Regions from separate parts of the Mus musculus genome. Here region 2 is linked to region 1. The links are chromatin contacts, called in public targeted proximity ligation maps. All regions are on one chromosome and are shown on one strand. The core of a region is the stretch at or near the end of the contact, and the rest is flanking DNA. Distances in the headings are between cores, read along the strand shown.

Region 1 (7,216 bases), core at 3,030-5,529:
TCCCATTTTCCCAGGGTTTTTGATCATTCATCTTCCTAGGAATGTTTCCGTTCTAGTCAGCTCCAGGATCATGTGACCCTTCAGTGCTTGTATGCCTAAGCCTATAAAACACAATGTTCTGAAATAAAAAGCAGCTTCCATTGCGTAAGGAACACACCTGCTACCCTGAATACCTGCCTTCTCGACCCACCCACATCTCCCATCCCATCCTTTGCTGACAGGAACCCTTCAGCTATTTTATACTTCAGATGGTTCTGAAGAAAACAAACAGAACCAAGTGTAGGACTAAGAAGGTCATTTTTGAGACCTCTATAGTTTCTAATATCTCATTACTAGTGCTAAGGACTTAGGTGGTGGACCCCTCTCAGGTGTCAGTCATTACCTAAACACAGATTGTAGGCAGCTCAGTGGGTGTACACAAAGATATGGTGAAAAGCCAGCCTATGCCAGCCTGTGTGTTTTGAATCAGGGGTTTCAATGTTGTCGTCTTCTTCATGCCTGCTTCTGTAATCTTTTACTCTGTGCCTTTAGATAAGGCTTTATAGTAAAACAGAAACCTTTTCTATCAGCACTTGGTACTTGGGAACATGTGGGTACCTGTCGAGGAATGGACAAGTGTTGATTAAGACTGCATCTGTAGAGTGATAAGTGAAGACGGCCCTGGCCACTGAACAGGCTGCAGGAATTGAAGGCAGACATGCTAGGAAGCCATTCTGGAGTGAGTAGAAGCTAGGTCATTGCTTTGATGAGGACACTGGTCACAGGTCTGGCTTGTATGTCAGCAGACCTCCAATGGAGAGTGTATGAGTTGGAAGAGACGCCAGAGGTCAGGATTCCCATTGTCCGATGTGTGTGTTTGTACCATCAGGACCCCATTGGGAACACAGTATACACACAAGCATTTCCTGATGGCTTTCACTTGTACACATCAATTTTGATTAGGGAAAATTTCATGGTAGCTTAGAAGAACATATAAAATAAACCATGGAATCAGTGGAGGAAGATGCTGGGACCACAGGAAGAGGAAGTGAGAAGGCAGGACAGTGTGCATCGTGTGAGGAGTTGGGGGCATGCTGAAATGGACATCTGCTCTGCTTGCTGTTCAAGGGAAAGGAGGAAGTGGGACCTGATACTCAGTTAACAGGGCCCTTGAGGTTCAATGGGCACCAACTCAAGAAAACCACAGAAAGTTACCACACGAGAGGGCCATGCTACAGCAGGACACTCTGAGGACAGCTGGTGGCAGTCCCTGCTGGAGATGGACAGAGATGTCCAGTGCTTTATGGGAAAATGGAATTTGTGCACCCCACTGTGCTCATGTCTGAAGTTTGGCTAATTCTTGCACGGAGCAATCCACATTTCGACGGCTTTCTACTGTTCCCTCTCCTCAGTGTTCTGCATGTAATGCCTCAAAGGAGATTGAGATGGGGGAGGGGGGCTTAGCCTCTGGGAGTTGCTTTAGAGATATTCTTTGGGTCCTGGGTCTGTCTATTGCCTCTCCCACTGTTCACTAGGTGGCAGTATTAGCAGCCTTTTGAGGAATTCGATTGCATTGTGACTGATTTTTTTTTTTTTTTAAAGGCAGGAAAGCCACTTAAAACCTCATGCTTGAAAGAGTCCTCTTGCGCTTCCTCCTTCCTCCTTTGTTTCCTCCTGGGTGGGAAGAGTTGCTGCTGGGGCAGCTGCGGGCACCTCTGGATGGCACGGAGGTTTAGACATGGCTTTACAAGAAGCTACTCACTGTAGTGTGTTCCACCAGCTCAGGGCGAAGGCTACCATGTTCCCAGCCATGTCCCTTGCTGCTTTCTCTTTGAACTTTTAGACCAGGGCAGGAGTGATTGACAGTCAATTAGAATAATGCCAATGTTATTATAGTTAATCAATAAGATGTGAAAATTGCTTTATAGAAACGGATATTCAGGGCTGGAGAGATGGCTCCGTAGGTTTGATCGTTTTCTATCCTTGGGCTTGTGTGACTATTTCTCAGGCAGAAGTTGTTGCTAGAGGAAGAATATTTAAGAGGCTCTCAGTAAGCAGTTGGTTGATTTGGCTGTTAGTCTCTTTACTTCTCTGGCTGATCTGCATTGGGGCAGTTTTAATGCAAGCCTCTGAATACAGGTTAGGTCAGCACACTACATTAGGCCTATGACACCGGGAACATATTTTACCTACTCCCTTTGATGTCTAAAGACAGAAAACAGTGGCAGAGAAGACACCATCTGGCGCGTGACTGACTAAACACACACAAGGAAGGGAAGAGAAAATAGGGAACTCTGCCTCCGGGTCTAGGAAAAATTGGCCCACTGCTCTTCTTTGGATAGCAGTATGTAGCCAAGGCTAGACTTGAACCCCTAAGCTTCTGGCATCCACCTCCCAAGAGTTGGGATTATAGACAGGAGCCAATATGCCCAAGATTGGAAGGGGAGCCAGACTGCCGTGTGAGTGGATGCCTCAGACAAGCCTGGTCAGGCCGAACAGCCCACAGAGAGGCTCACATTGGAGGCCAGCAGGAGCTCCTTTGTAAGCCTGATTCCAGAGTTGCCTCCTCACCCAGCAACAGCACAGCACCACACCCTGACTGACGCTGAAAGAAATGTTGTTTAACGCAACCATATATTGGGCAATAAGGAGGACCTTCTCAGGTCTAAGTAAATTTAGAACTTGTTCGGATTAACAATACCTTTTCTCCCCTGCTTTGAGCCAGGGTCTCTCTCCTGCAGCTCAGATTGGCTCAGTCTCAGTATGTAGCCAAGGCTGGACCCCTCAAGGTCTCTTGCATCCACCTCCTGAGTGTTGGGATTATGGGCAGGAGCCAACATGACCGGCTGTGGGTTTTCACTCCTAGACTTTTCATTTTCATCTAATCCCCAGAGTGCTCTCATTGTCAGGTAACCCACAGGGACTCAGGGAAGCCTTTGGTAACGAGCCAGTGGTTTCTTTGGATGTAGTTAATGTTAAGTCATTTCTGGAGCAACTTGAATTAACCTTGGTGGATCCTGTGCTGGTTGTTAAAGTAGGCATTTAACTGTTAAGTTACTATCAGGCTGTGTAACTCAGATCTTTATGTTAGTTTACAAACCCTTTGTCACTTCTCATAGCTGGCATTTCATCTAAGTGTGATTTAGCTTCATGTTTTATAAAGGAATACTCTTTATTTATATTTTCTTAATACCAAATGTCACCATGGGAACTTTACGGTATATAAGCCATCTTTAAGGACTGTGCCCATTCCCTTATCAAGTTTATATTCTACAGGTAACACTTGATAAATGAAACCCAAAAGCTAAGAGAGGTGGGGAGGCATGGCCAGCATCTAGTGTTCTGGTTTTCATTTCCTTTATTTTCTCAAAAATGCCCGCTCTTATTACAGGAGTTTATCTGAGGGGTTTATTCCTATCCACCCATTTACTTAACCTACCTACCCATCCATCCATTCATCCATCCATCCATCCATCCATCCATCCATCCATCCATCTCTCCACCCCAGTTTATCAGTTCCCCATGTTGGAAACACCTAATATTAATCGATATAGTAATTATGCCACACGTACCGCAAGTTTAGTGCCTTTGAAAAGGCAGCAGCAGTGTCTGCCTTGTCCCTGCTGAGCCTCAGTTCTGCTGCTGGAGAGGCCCGGTCTGTTGCAGGGCATTTTTGATTTACGTCGATTTGCCTCTAGTTCTGGCAAGAAGCAAATGACCAAGGTGGGCTCCATGCTTGGCCTTCAGCCTTCCTCCTGGGATTGGCACGTGGCCCTCCTAACACTTCATAGTGAAGAGTTTACAGTATATAAGCCGTCTTTAAGGACTGTTCCCATTCCCTTATCAAGTTTATATTCTACAGGTAATACTTGATAAATGGAACCCAAAAGCTAAGAGAGGTGGGGAGGCATGGCCAGCATCTAGTGTCCTGGTTTTCATTTCCTTTATTTTCTCAAAAATGCCCGTTCTTATTCACAGGGGTTTATCTGAGAAATAATTATCTTATCTTTCTGTCCAAAGAAGTGGGGGACCTAAAGCTGAGCTCTGTTTGTTTTGGAAGCCAGCCTGGCAGGCAGAGCCAGCACCACCCTTAACAGCTACTCAGTGGCGATAAGAAGCCAGCCGTTCTTGTCTCATCTGGCTATGGGAGATGGGTGGTGGGGGGTGGCATGCAAAAATGGGCTGGTAGGAAAAACTACTCGCAGAGCTTCTGTTGTTCCCACCGTAAGTTAAGGCAGGAGGTGCAGCCGCCTTCGCCTTCACTCTGTTGGCGCAGACTCAGATCAGCCTTCCGGGTCTTGGCGGGTGCCCAGACTCGATTGGAAACATTCTTCAACTGTCCACTCTCCCGTTCATGTCTCTCCCGGGAGCAGGCTTTCCTTAGACATGCGGCTTTCATAAGGATGAAAACACACATTTATAGAACGGAGCATCTTATAGAAGGGGAGTGTGTGGGCAGAGTGGCGGATGAAATGAACTCTTGGCTGTTGTCAGTCAACACACTTAGGGAGGGAACCAGGCTGAATGCAGGCAGTTGTCAGAGAAGTAAGTGTGGCCCACCTACTCCTGATGGAGCCCACCCTGCACACATGAAGTACTTGCAGTACTGCCCACGGGATTCCACTTCCTTTGGACAAAGCACAACATCACTGAGAGTAGCTAGCATGCACGGTTTAGATGGCATCCCGGGTAAAGCTATATTCATTGAGAAAAGAAATGAACCGTGTTCTCTATTCCAGGTCTATTACCTCCCAGTCGAAATATTTATCAGGACAAAGTTATTTTTCAGTAAAGATTGCTTTTCATTTTGAGACAGTTGAAATGTTTACACCGAGAGCTGCCGTCAGTTCAGAATCTGTGACTCTTTTAGAATGAAGGGAGCCCCAGATGATCCTGGCAGCTTTCCAGCATTCAAAGGGATAAAAGCACATGACGATCCCAGTCATTTTACCTGCAGTTTGTGGATGCCTGGGCAGACTTCTCTGTCTGCTTTGCAGTCATTACTAAGGGTTCTAGATAAAGCATATTCCTAATATTTAAATGTTGAAACATTAGAATGTTGAGAATGTAATATAATTTTAAGACACATAAGACCGACTCATCCTTGGTTGGTATAGTAGTTACTTTTTTTATTGCTGTGACAAAACAAAATACCACAAAACAAAATACAGCCAGTGTTGTCTGAGCAACTTACAGAAGTTGGTTTGGGTATATGGTCCCTGAGAGATGGGCTCAATACAGAGGGCAGGGGGTGTGACATGAGGCAGGTGTGGCAGTCCAAGTTGGAAGCTGAGAGCTCCTGTCTTGAACCACAAGCAGAGAAATCAAACTAGAATTGGCAAGAAGCTTTTAATCTCAAATTTTGCTCTCAGTGACATACTTACCCCCCTAAAACCTCCTCAGAACAGTGCCACCAAATGGGGAGGGATTGAACAACCACATTGTCAAATGCCTGAGACTGTGGAAGCTGTTTCTCACTCATATGGGTGTGTGTGTGTGTGTGTGTGTGTGTGTGTGTGTGTGTGTGTGTGTATGTGTGTGTGTTGTTTTGTTTGTCTGTCTGTTTGATCACAGCTACGGTTCAATGGTTTAAGCCCTTTTGCTTTGCTATCAGTTGTCTAGTTCAGATGCAGGCCAGCCAGACAACTTTCAGATGCACTGGTATCTAAGATGATCTTACATTTCTATTACCCAACGCCACTAAAAAACACCTGTGAATTCCTACCTTGTCTTAGAGTGGGACATTCACTCATAAATCACCTATCATTCAGCAAGTGGGGTTTTTTGCATAATAATCACTAATCTTTTCCGTATGTGTGTAATACTGAGGATTGAACCCAGGGCCTTGGACATACTAAATAATTATGAGCCTGACTACTGAGCCACAACTCCAGGCCATTGATAATAACTTTTTGAAGTTAAATACTGGATAGAGGAGAATTCGGAAATACAAGGTTTAATGAGATAAGAAAAAATACCTTTTTCAGGGGGAGGGTGGGGAAGATTTTGTGTTTAACCCAGATAAGCTTCAAACTCTCGTGATCCTCCTGCCTCAGCCTTCTAAGTGCTATGAGTATAGGTATGTGCCACCATACCTGCCCAACACTCTGCTGTAGCAAGAGCACCCCGTGGCTCACCTGGACGTTAGTCAGCGTTTGATCACCCAGAGCGAAGCGTTTGAATCAGGCTTCCTAACTCCTTACCTCTCATCCAGAAAGCCACACTTAAGAGCCAAGCTACCAAAACATGTTCAGAAGTCAAAAGTACTCACTTTCTGTTTTCAGGTTCCTTGCCTCAAATCCACTTGCCTGTTGGGGACTGAAGGGGGGTGGAGGTGGGGGACAGGAGTCCTGTGCTATGTAATGAAACCTTTCACTTTGGAGCCTCAGCTTATACGGGTAACAGAGCAAGTCACAGTTCTAGGGTTTTCTTAATTGGGGTTCCTTTTTCTCTGATGACTGTAGCCTGTGTCAAGTTGATAGGAAGTTACCCACTGCGCCTATCTTGCACCATGTACACAGATGAAAGACTTAACATCCCTCAAAGCAGTCACTTTACAGGGGAGCGTACCGAAGAGAGAGTGACGGGTGAATGAAAACATGTTCAACAGCATCTGACCTCAGAGAAATGCAGATCAAATCTACCTTGAAATTTCACTCTTTCCAATGACTTTTTTTTTTTAATTTTGTAATTATATTTAGGTACAGAAAACTTAGTGTACATTTAACCCACTTTAGTGGCGAGTTCTTTAGCCTTTGCGTTTTCCAGCTTGGCAATGCGAGCCACAGACTTAGGACCCAGGACGTTGCCTCCCCAGTGGTAACAGATCTCGTCATATCTGTCATTATAATTGGTCCTAATAGCTTCCACCAGCTTAGCCAGAGCACCCTTGTCTTCCGAGTTAACCTGTGTGAAGGCAACCGTGGTGCATGTCTTCCTGTGGACCAGGTGCCCCAGCCTGGCCTTTCCCTTGATGATGCAGTAGGGCACCCCCATCTTTCGACACAGGGCAGGTAGGAAAACCACCAGCTCAATGGGGTCTACGTCATGGGCAGTCACCACCAGCTGAGCCTTCTTGTTCTCCACCAAGGTGGTGACTGTATTGACTCCTGCTCGGAGGACAGGTGGCCTCTTGGGACGTCGCCTTTGCCAGCAGCTTTCTTCTCAGCACGGGCCAGTAGCCTTTGCTTCTTCTCTTGCTTTGTCTCTGGCCTGTACTTGTGGGCAAGCTTAAGCA
Region 2 (7,216 bases), core at 2,491-4,990, 85 kb after region 1:
ATCGCAGGACCATTGTGCAGGCGAGGAAAAGGCATTTAGCCTCAACTAAAAAATGATTAACTGAGAAGGTGATATGTGTCAGGCACTCTCAGCTTTGTTACGCCTTGAGTGATAAGGAACAACAGTAGATGTGGGATGGTTATACGTCATCTCACCTGCTCTGGTTGGCTGAGACACGCACCTTAGAAATGGGCTGAGTTTGCGACCTTGTTAGTAAGGGTGGACCTTTCACTTATAAAACGAGGAAAGATGGAAACGTCAGCGTGGTTTTTTTTTTTTTTTAATTCTGTGAGGTATAAATTGGAACGTTTCAGCAAGCATTTATTCCATTACATTTGTCAAATGGAAGGTCACTGTCAACACAAGGTAAGTGTTTCCAGAGGGTTTGAGATGTCTTCTGAGTTTCAAACAGCTTTATTGAGATAGTTATAATGTCATTTGATTTTTGGCTTTTCGTATGTGTGGGACAAACACTTGAGTCACTAGACATGACTTCACCATAAAGAAATATAGAATATAGTAATTTAAACCTCTCTAGCCTTAAGAGTAATATATGTGTGTGTGTGTGTGTATATATATATATACATGTATATATATATATACACACACATATATATATACACACATATATATATACACACACATATACATATACACATGTTGGAAACAAGGTTGGAAACATGTTGGAAACTGTGTAGTCTTGGCTACACTGAAACTCACTATGTAGACCACGCTGGCCTCAAACTCACAGAGATCCACTGCCCGCCCCCCAAGTACTCAGATCAAAGGCATACAACATCACACCTGGCCAAGACAAGTTTTTAAGCCCGTACAATAAAAAGAATAAAATTTTCCAAATGTCATTTTGTACTGTCCTAAAGGCCAAGCTGATGTATCTGGAAATCACCCTTTGGCAAAGCCCTTCATTGCAGAGGTACCAGATTATTGTCGTGCTGTCAGCCACCAGTGCCTGGAGACTGCTCCGATCATCAGGACCCGCCTAGGCTGGCTCATGGCCCTGGCCTATTAAATGGTTGTGGGCTCTGAGATAAAAATTCCTTTTGTTTTATGGCATACCCTGAGTTTTGTGTGTTTTTTTTTCTCTTCTTTCTCCTCTTTAGGTATGAACTAAGTGAAAAGATGTTGTCAGCCTGCAACTTACTGAAATACAACATAAAGGATCCCAAAGCTTTGGCCAGCAAAGATATGGTAAGTCTGCGTGGTAGGAACAATGCGCCAGCTTTGCAGCATGGCCCCGGTGCAGCATGGTCAGGAACATGGTAGCCTGCCCCTGAGCTGTTGTTGTGCATGCCTCTCCCTGAGCTGCTCATTTCTTGCATAGCCGGTAGGATTAACTCGTTCTGTCCAGCTCAGGGAACATACCGTTTCCCTGAGGCCCAGCGTCCACTCCTTTGCCCACCCTGTACTTTTCTTGTGGTGGAGCCATCTGGGAGGCACATACTTGGCAGAAAGAAAGAGAAGGCTAATTGCAGGCCATCTCCTTCTCTCTCCATGCTCTGCTTCTATCTACAGATCCTTCTGACCCCAAGAGCAGCATCCCTGAACAATCTAAAAAGTAAGCGCGTAGTTTTTAGAAGAAACTTATCTGGGCTGAGGTCAGCGTTCCTTTCCACTAGGAAAGTATATATTAGGTTCTGGTGTGGAATGCCAACGGCCACTATTTTTAAATGGAAAAAAATAACTGCACTGTCATTTCACAGCTGGGTAAATTCAGTAGCAGGTAGTGTGGTGTTTGTGGTTGTCTAACTGGTCAGGAATAGCACAGCACAGGACACGCAGGTACTGCTGGGGCAGCGGCTAATCTGGTGTGCTGCCGGGTGATTCACTCCTGTGCTGACAGCTGGATCTGTAGTTGCTTGGCCTGACCAGGCCTGTGCTTGGCAGCTCCATCTTCAGGACATTGTGAAAATGTGGCTTCTCTCACTAATTTGATAATAACCTGGATATGCGTCTTTGTGTGTCAGCAGGGTTAGTTCATCTGAGGCTGATTCATCTAAGTCAGTGGCTGCTGCTCAGGTGACTTGCAAGGCTCTGAGACTGTGGAGCTCCTAGAACCAAATGAGACCTCAGGAGTTATCTAATCCTAGACACATAGCTGGAATACCGAGGATAGGGCCTGGCATGGTCTGTTAAAAAGCCGGCTGTGGCTGTCACAGGCTTGAACACAAACAAGTACACAGGGACATGTGCCCATGAGACCTCACTAGCCAAACCCAGCCTTAGTATATGAGGCCTTGAGAAATGTGTCTCCAGGGCCTACAAGATGGCTCAGTGGAGTGGGTAAAGATGCTTACTGTCAACCTGACAACCTGAGTTTGATCCCTAGGGCCCATATTGTGACAGAAAGCAGCCAACATCTTCGAGTTGTCCTCTGACCTCCGCATGTGCATCTAACCTGAGTGCACTTGTCCACACACAGCAAATAAAAGTATCGCTAAAGTGGCAGCCATCATGTCGGACTACTAGTGCTAGACTTAGATTGTCCCAATTTGCTCCGTGAGACAGCACCTCACACTGTAGCTCACGTTGGTCTGGAACTTGCTATGTGGCAGCCTAGGCCAGCCTCATCTCCCAGCCTGGTGGGGTAGAAAAGATGGAGTTAGTCGGTCTGGGTCAGGAAGCAACACAGCTGCCGGAGTGCTGATTTCTCCCTAACTCCAATGAACAATCACTGGAAAGATCCGTTAGCTCAGTAAACACAAACAGCTCAAAAGTAGAGACAGGCCTAAGTGTTGACCTCATTATAGATACTATAAAATGAGCGATTTTGTTGCTGGTGGTTTGGGTTTTTTTTTAAGACATGGAAACTAGGATGCAGAATAAGGAAGTTTCTCAGAATCATGCATTCATAAGTAGTAGAGTCTGGCATTGACTCTCTGGGCTCTGGCTCTAAACCCCCTTGCATGTTGTTTCTTAGTGACCACGGTGTGGACGGGGCGATTTAAAACCAGAAGAGGAGAGCTCAAGTTTGTTGTTTGAAGCTGCTCTTGAGGTGCTGGGTTGCAGCAGCTTTTAAAAGCAGATGCTGAGAGTACACATTTTGACTATAAAAGGCCTGGTTGCTTGGGCTTTTGGTTGCACGAGAGAGAGAGAGAGAGAGAGAGAGAGAGAGAGAGAGAGAGAGAGAGAGAGAGAGAGAGAGCTATAAATAGAACTAACAGCAAGTTGGTGTTTTGGCAGAGGATCTGTCTGAACACCCTCCAGCACGATTGGTTCCGAGTGTCCAGTCAGAAGTCCGCCGTGCCAGCCATGGTGGGCGACTACATCGCCGCGTTCGAGGCTGTCTCCCCGGACGTGCTCCGGTACATCATCAACATGGCGGACGGCAATGGCAACACTGCCCTCCACTACAGCGTGTCCCACTCCAACTTCCAGATCGTCAAGCTGCTTCTGGATGCAGGTACAGAGGACCCTGTTGTCCCCCTAAGGGCACTCAGGTTGTGACTTGTCTTCATAAAGCCGGTTGACCCATACCATAGTTCTTTGGCCATCCTCAAGTCTTTTCATTGCTTCTCCACATGACATGGCAAGAATGTTTGTTCTTGAGTCATGGGTGGGAGACCTGAGGTTCTTCAAGCCTAGGCAATAAAGAAACAGAATCCACATCTATTTTGAAGGGAGTTTGTGAAGATATTCTTGCTGCGGGTCAGCTGTCTTCAAATGAGGTGTACCCCTGCTAATAGCCGTGACTCACACTTGTTCCTTGATGAATCACGCGGGCTGGGCTGGGTTGTTTGGGAGGCAGAGTGTTGCTCACAGGCCCAGAGTCACAGCTTTTGTGCATGTGGCCACTCTGTTTGTCCTTGTACGCCAGCCACTATGTGGCTGTACAGAAGTGAGGAGTTAGGACAGGGACTAGTAAAACCACAGTAGAGTCATCACTGTCCCTGCCCAACTACACGTCTCCAGAAGAATCACAGAAATGAGAGGCAGTGTCTCCCGTTACCGCTGAACCTTGTTAACAGCAGTAGTGGGAACGTGCCATCCCAGAATGCAGCGGTGGGGTCACGTTACCCATGAGGTGAGAGGGCAGGTCAGAAGGGGCCCCTTGAGGAAGGGAGCCTTCAGCTGCAGGTGGGGCAGCCCCCAAACCACTTTCATCATCATAACAGTGTTTTTGACAAGCAGCTAACCCGGAATTCGCAGTAAAGGCTAGTAAGAACAAAATGTCAACACCTGATGTATATGATGAAATTGTCTAGTTTCCTTTACTGTCTCTTGACCCAGTGGCCTGATATGCATCACTCCATCTTGGAGTTGTTAGTACAGAAAAAAAAAAAAAATCCAAGCACACATACGGTTTGTTACTGTTCTCAGTTGCTGAATTCCCTTTTCTTGGGGTGTGGGTGTTGGAGCTGCAGCCTTCTGCATACTGGACAAGCACTCTGACACTGAGCCGCCTCCCAGCACAGCACAGCGCAGCGAGTCTTTCAGTGCCCATGTTAGGGAATAACTCCTTCCATCTGATGACAAGAAGCAGTTACAGGCTCCTTCCCTCCAGACTGTAAACAGCTAGGGATACTGTTAAAATAGGGGCATGGGTTATACCCAGGGAAAGTCAGAACAAAATTTCAGAATTGCTTTTGAAATGGCATCTTCTCTGCTCTGAGAACTCTATAGAGTGGATATCCTGGCAAACTGACTTGCTTCCACTGTTAGATGCTCTTAGGTAATCACTTGGTTTTAGTGCTTACTATTTTGAGTCAATTTTGGGCTCCATGAGATGTAGCTCTGGGGCTTCAGCACTGAAGGAGTGGAGGAGCTCAGATCCTGAGGATCGTGGGTATATGTGTGCACCCACTTTGCCACCACACAGTCTTAGCTTTTTACACAGAGGTCCTTCTGTACATCCCATCATGTAATAGAGAGAGATCCCAAGCCGAGCTTTTGCCTCGTCTCATCTGAAGTGTTTAACTTGGTACTCGCTCCTCTGAAAGCTACTTTCCATTTCTCTCCATCCTGGCATGCCATTAAAGCCCTGGGAAGCGTCTCGAGAATTAAAGAACAGAAGAGATCCAGCCCACGGGGTCTGGTGGTCCTTGGCAGTTTCTTAGAGGACTTGAAGCATTAATATTGATCTTACACCACAAGCCCTAGGGTTAGAAGCCATGTGATTGAGTTTCTGAACATGTGCCTGTCTAGATCCCTCGTTACCGCTTAGGCTTCATAGCAAGCACACTGAGAACTTCCTCCCACACCACCAGGGTGTCACACCATAATCACCCCATCACAAGCAGGGAGCCCTGTGGCCACTTACTGTCCATGTCTGCTGCGGCCAGCCTGCTGGGACAGGGCATTAAAACATTTGTTCCCTTTTTAGTCATTTTCAGAGCACTTATTTCATGGGGCTCTTAGAAACATCACACCTCCAGTGAACGCTAACGGTTCCGGATGGCTCTCCCTAAAGAGATTTCTTTCTTGTAGACGTGTGCAATGTGGATCACCAGAACAAGGCAGGGTACACACCCATCATGCTGGCAGCCCTCGCGGCCGTGGAGGCAGAGAAGGACATGCAGGTCGTAGAAGAACTCTTCAGCTGTGGAGACGTGAACGCCAAGGCCAGTCAGGTTAGTGCCTCACTCACCGCACTGACCATCGGCACCCTGGCCAGTGTCTCATAGGACCAGGTTGACAGGGCATTTTGCTGGTGGTCCACTGACAGCTGTAGTCCAACCAGCATACCAGGTGACACATGGGCTCAGTCCCATGTTGCGAATCTCTCCCTACTTTGCCTAGGAAGCTTGCAGGGGGACTAAACATGGTTGCACACAAGGGTCCCTACCTGTACGGGGGTCCTCATCACACACTCATTACCTACTGATTCCAGTGATCTGGCTGCCGTGGCTTCATTGCCAGAGACAGAACTCTGAGCCTAAATGTGTTCACAATTCTATCCTAAACCTCTTTAGAACTATCTCCCTTGCTTTACTGAGATGTCCGCACAGTTCTGGTGAAAGCCTGACTCCTTCCTGTGTGTTCTTCCTTAGCTCATAGCTCTAGTGTGTCGCCTGCCCTACCCCACCCCCCCAGCCTTCTCCCGCCCAGTCGGCACTTCTGACTCTAACCATCATTTCTCTCCTAGGCGGGACAGACGGCCCTCATGCTAGCTGTCAGTCACGGGCGGATAGACATGGTGAAGGGCCTGCTGGCCTGTGGAGCTGATGTCAATATCCAGGACGACGAGGGCTCCACCGCCCTGATGTGTGCCAGTGAACACGGGCATGTGGAGATTGTGAAGCTGCTGCTGGCCCAGCCAGGCTGCAATGGCCACCTGGAAGACAATGTGAGTACCACTGGACCTCCAGCCAGGAGTGGGTGTGGGCCCCTCTTCCCTGTTCCTTTGTGGATTGGTGTTGGCATGCAGGCCTCTTCCCTTCATAGCCCAGCTCAGCAGCATTGACCATGTATAGTCGGATACTGCATTAGCCAAAAGTAAATATATGCATGTACCTCACCCTCGAGTTCATGAAAGGAAGAAGGCGAGACACAGAGCTCGCTCCTCAGGGGGTGAGCAGATTGGCCCTACAAAATCCAACTCTCAGAGGCAGTGTATAGAGGCAATGTATGAGCAGTCCCTCAGTAGACGCTTGGGTTTTCTCTCTCCCTTGGATGGAACACTTAGCCATTTGAGTGCAGTGACATGGGTGATGTACAATGAATGGTTCATCAATGTGAATAATCTTACGTGACACATAAGCCAGGAAGTCCACGAGTTCTTTGGCCACTCTGAGCATATTCTCCCACTTCTGCTTGGTCTGTTCCCATCGTTACCAAACTTAACCTCACTGAACTCCCTCCCAGTCTGTCCCCTTCCAAGATAAACCTTGCATGAGCGCCCAGGCCGAAGAGAAAGCACGGGACTGGCCCTTGAGCTATGGAAGTGACACTGGGGCGTGGAGGTCAGGCCTCCGTGGTTCTTATTCTGAAAGCTTATCTCTGCCGAACACTGGTTCAACCTAGAGCATCCTTTGTCTCAAAACACCATAAAGTTAGAGGGGAAATAGCCTCCTTTGCCATAAATTTCAGATCCCACTGGGCTCACGCCAACAAGCAAAGCAGGGGAGGTCGCCACTGGGTAGAAGGGCCGTACCCTCCCACCTCCAGAGACAACGCAATTCCTTCCATTCACTTCTTCAGAGAGCATGGGTTCACAGCTCATTTTCCCCCCTACTGCCGTCTCTGTTGCGTGTGTTTT

The links.
Region 2: a contact with region 1 is called in a targeted proximity ligation map of heart atrium, with 11 read pairs. A contact is called at or near these places in 18 of 484 Hi-C or Micro-C datasets (B cells, the Ba/F3 cell line, CD4 T cells and 7 more), 11 of 130 datasets of targeted methods (cardiomyocytes, embryonic fibroblasts, embryonic stem cells and 8 more) and 2 of 9 other capture datasets (adipose tissue and pancreatic islet).

The regions. Positions count from the first base shown.
Region 1 is chr19:25,339,707-25,346,922 of GRCm38.p6, forward strand. The region is part of intron 3 of Kank1 (KN motif and ankyrin repeat domains 1); the gene reads left to right. It also overlaps the pseudogene Gm34432. Among named protein-coding and RNA genes, the nearest start is that of Gm52392, 58 kb to the right of the region's middle.
Region 2 is chr19:25,424,776-25,431,991 of GRCm38.p6, forward strand. It overlaps Kank1 (KN motif and ankyrin repeat domains 1), which reads left to right. Exons shown (of 14, transcript NM_181404.6): 9 at 1,122-1,209; 10 at 3,202-3,421; 11 at 5,446-5,588; 12 at 6,104-6,304. Among named protein-coding and RNA genes, the nearest start is that of Gm26207, 26 kb to the right of the region's middle.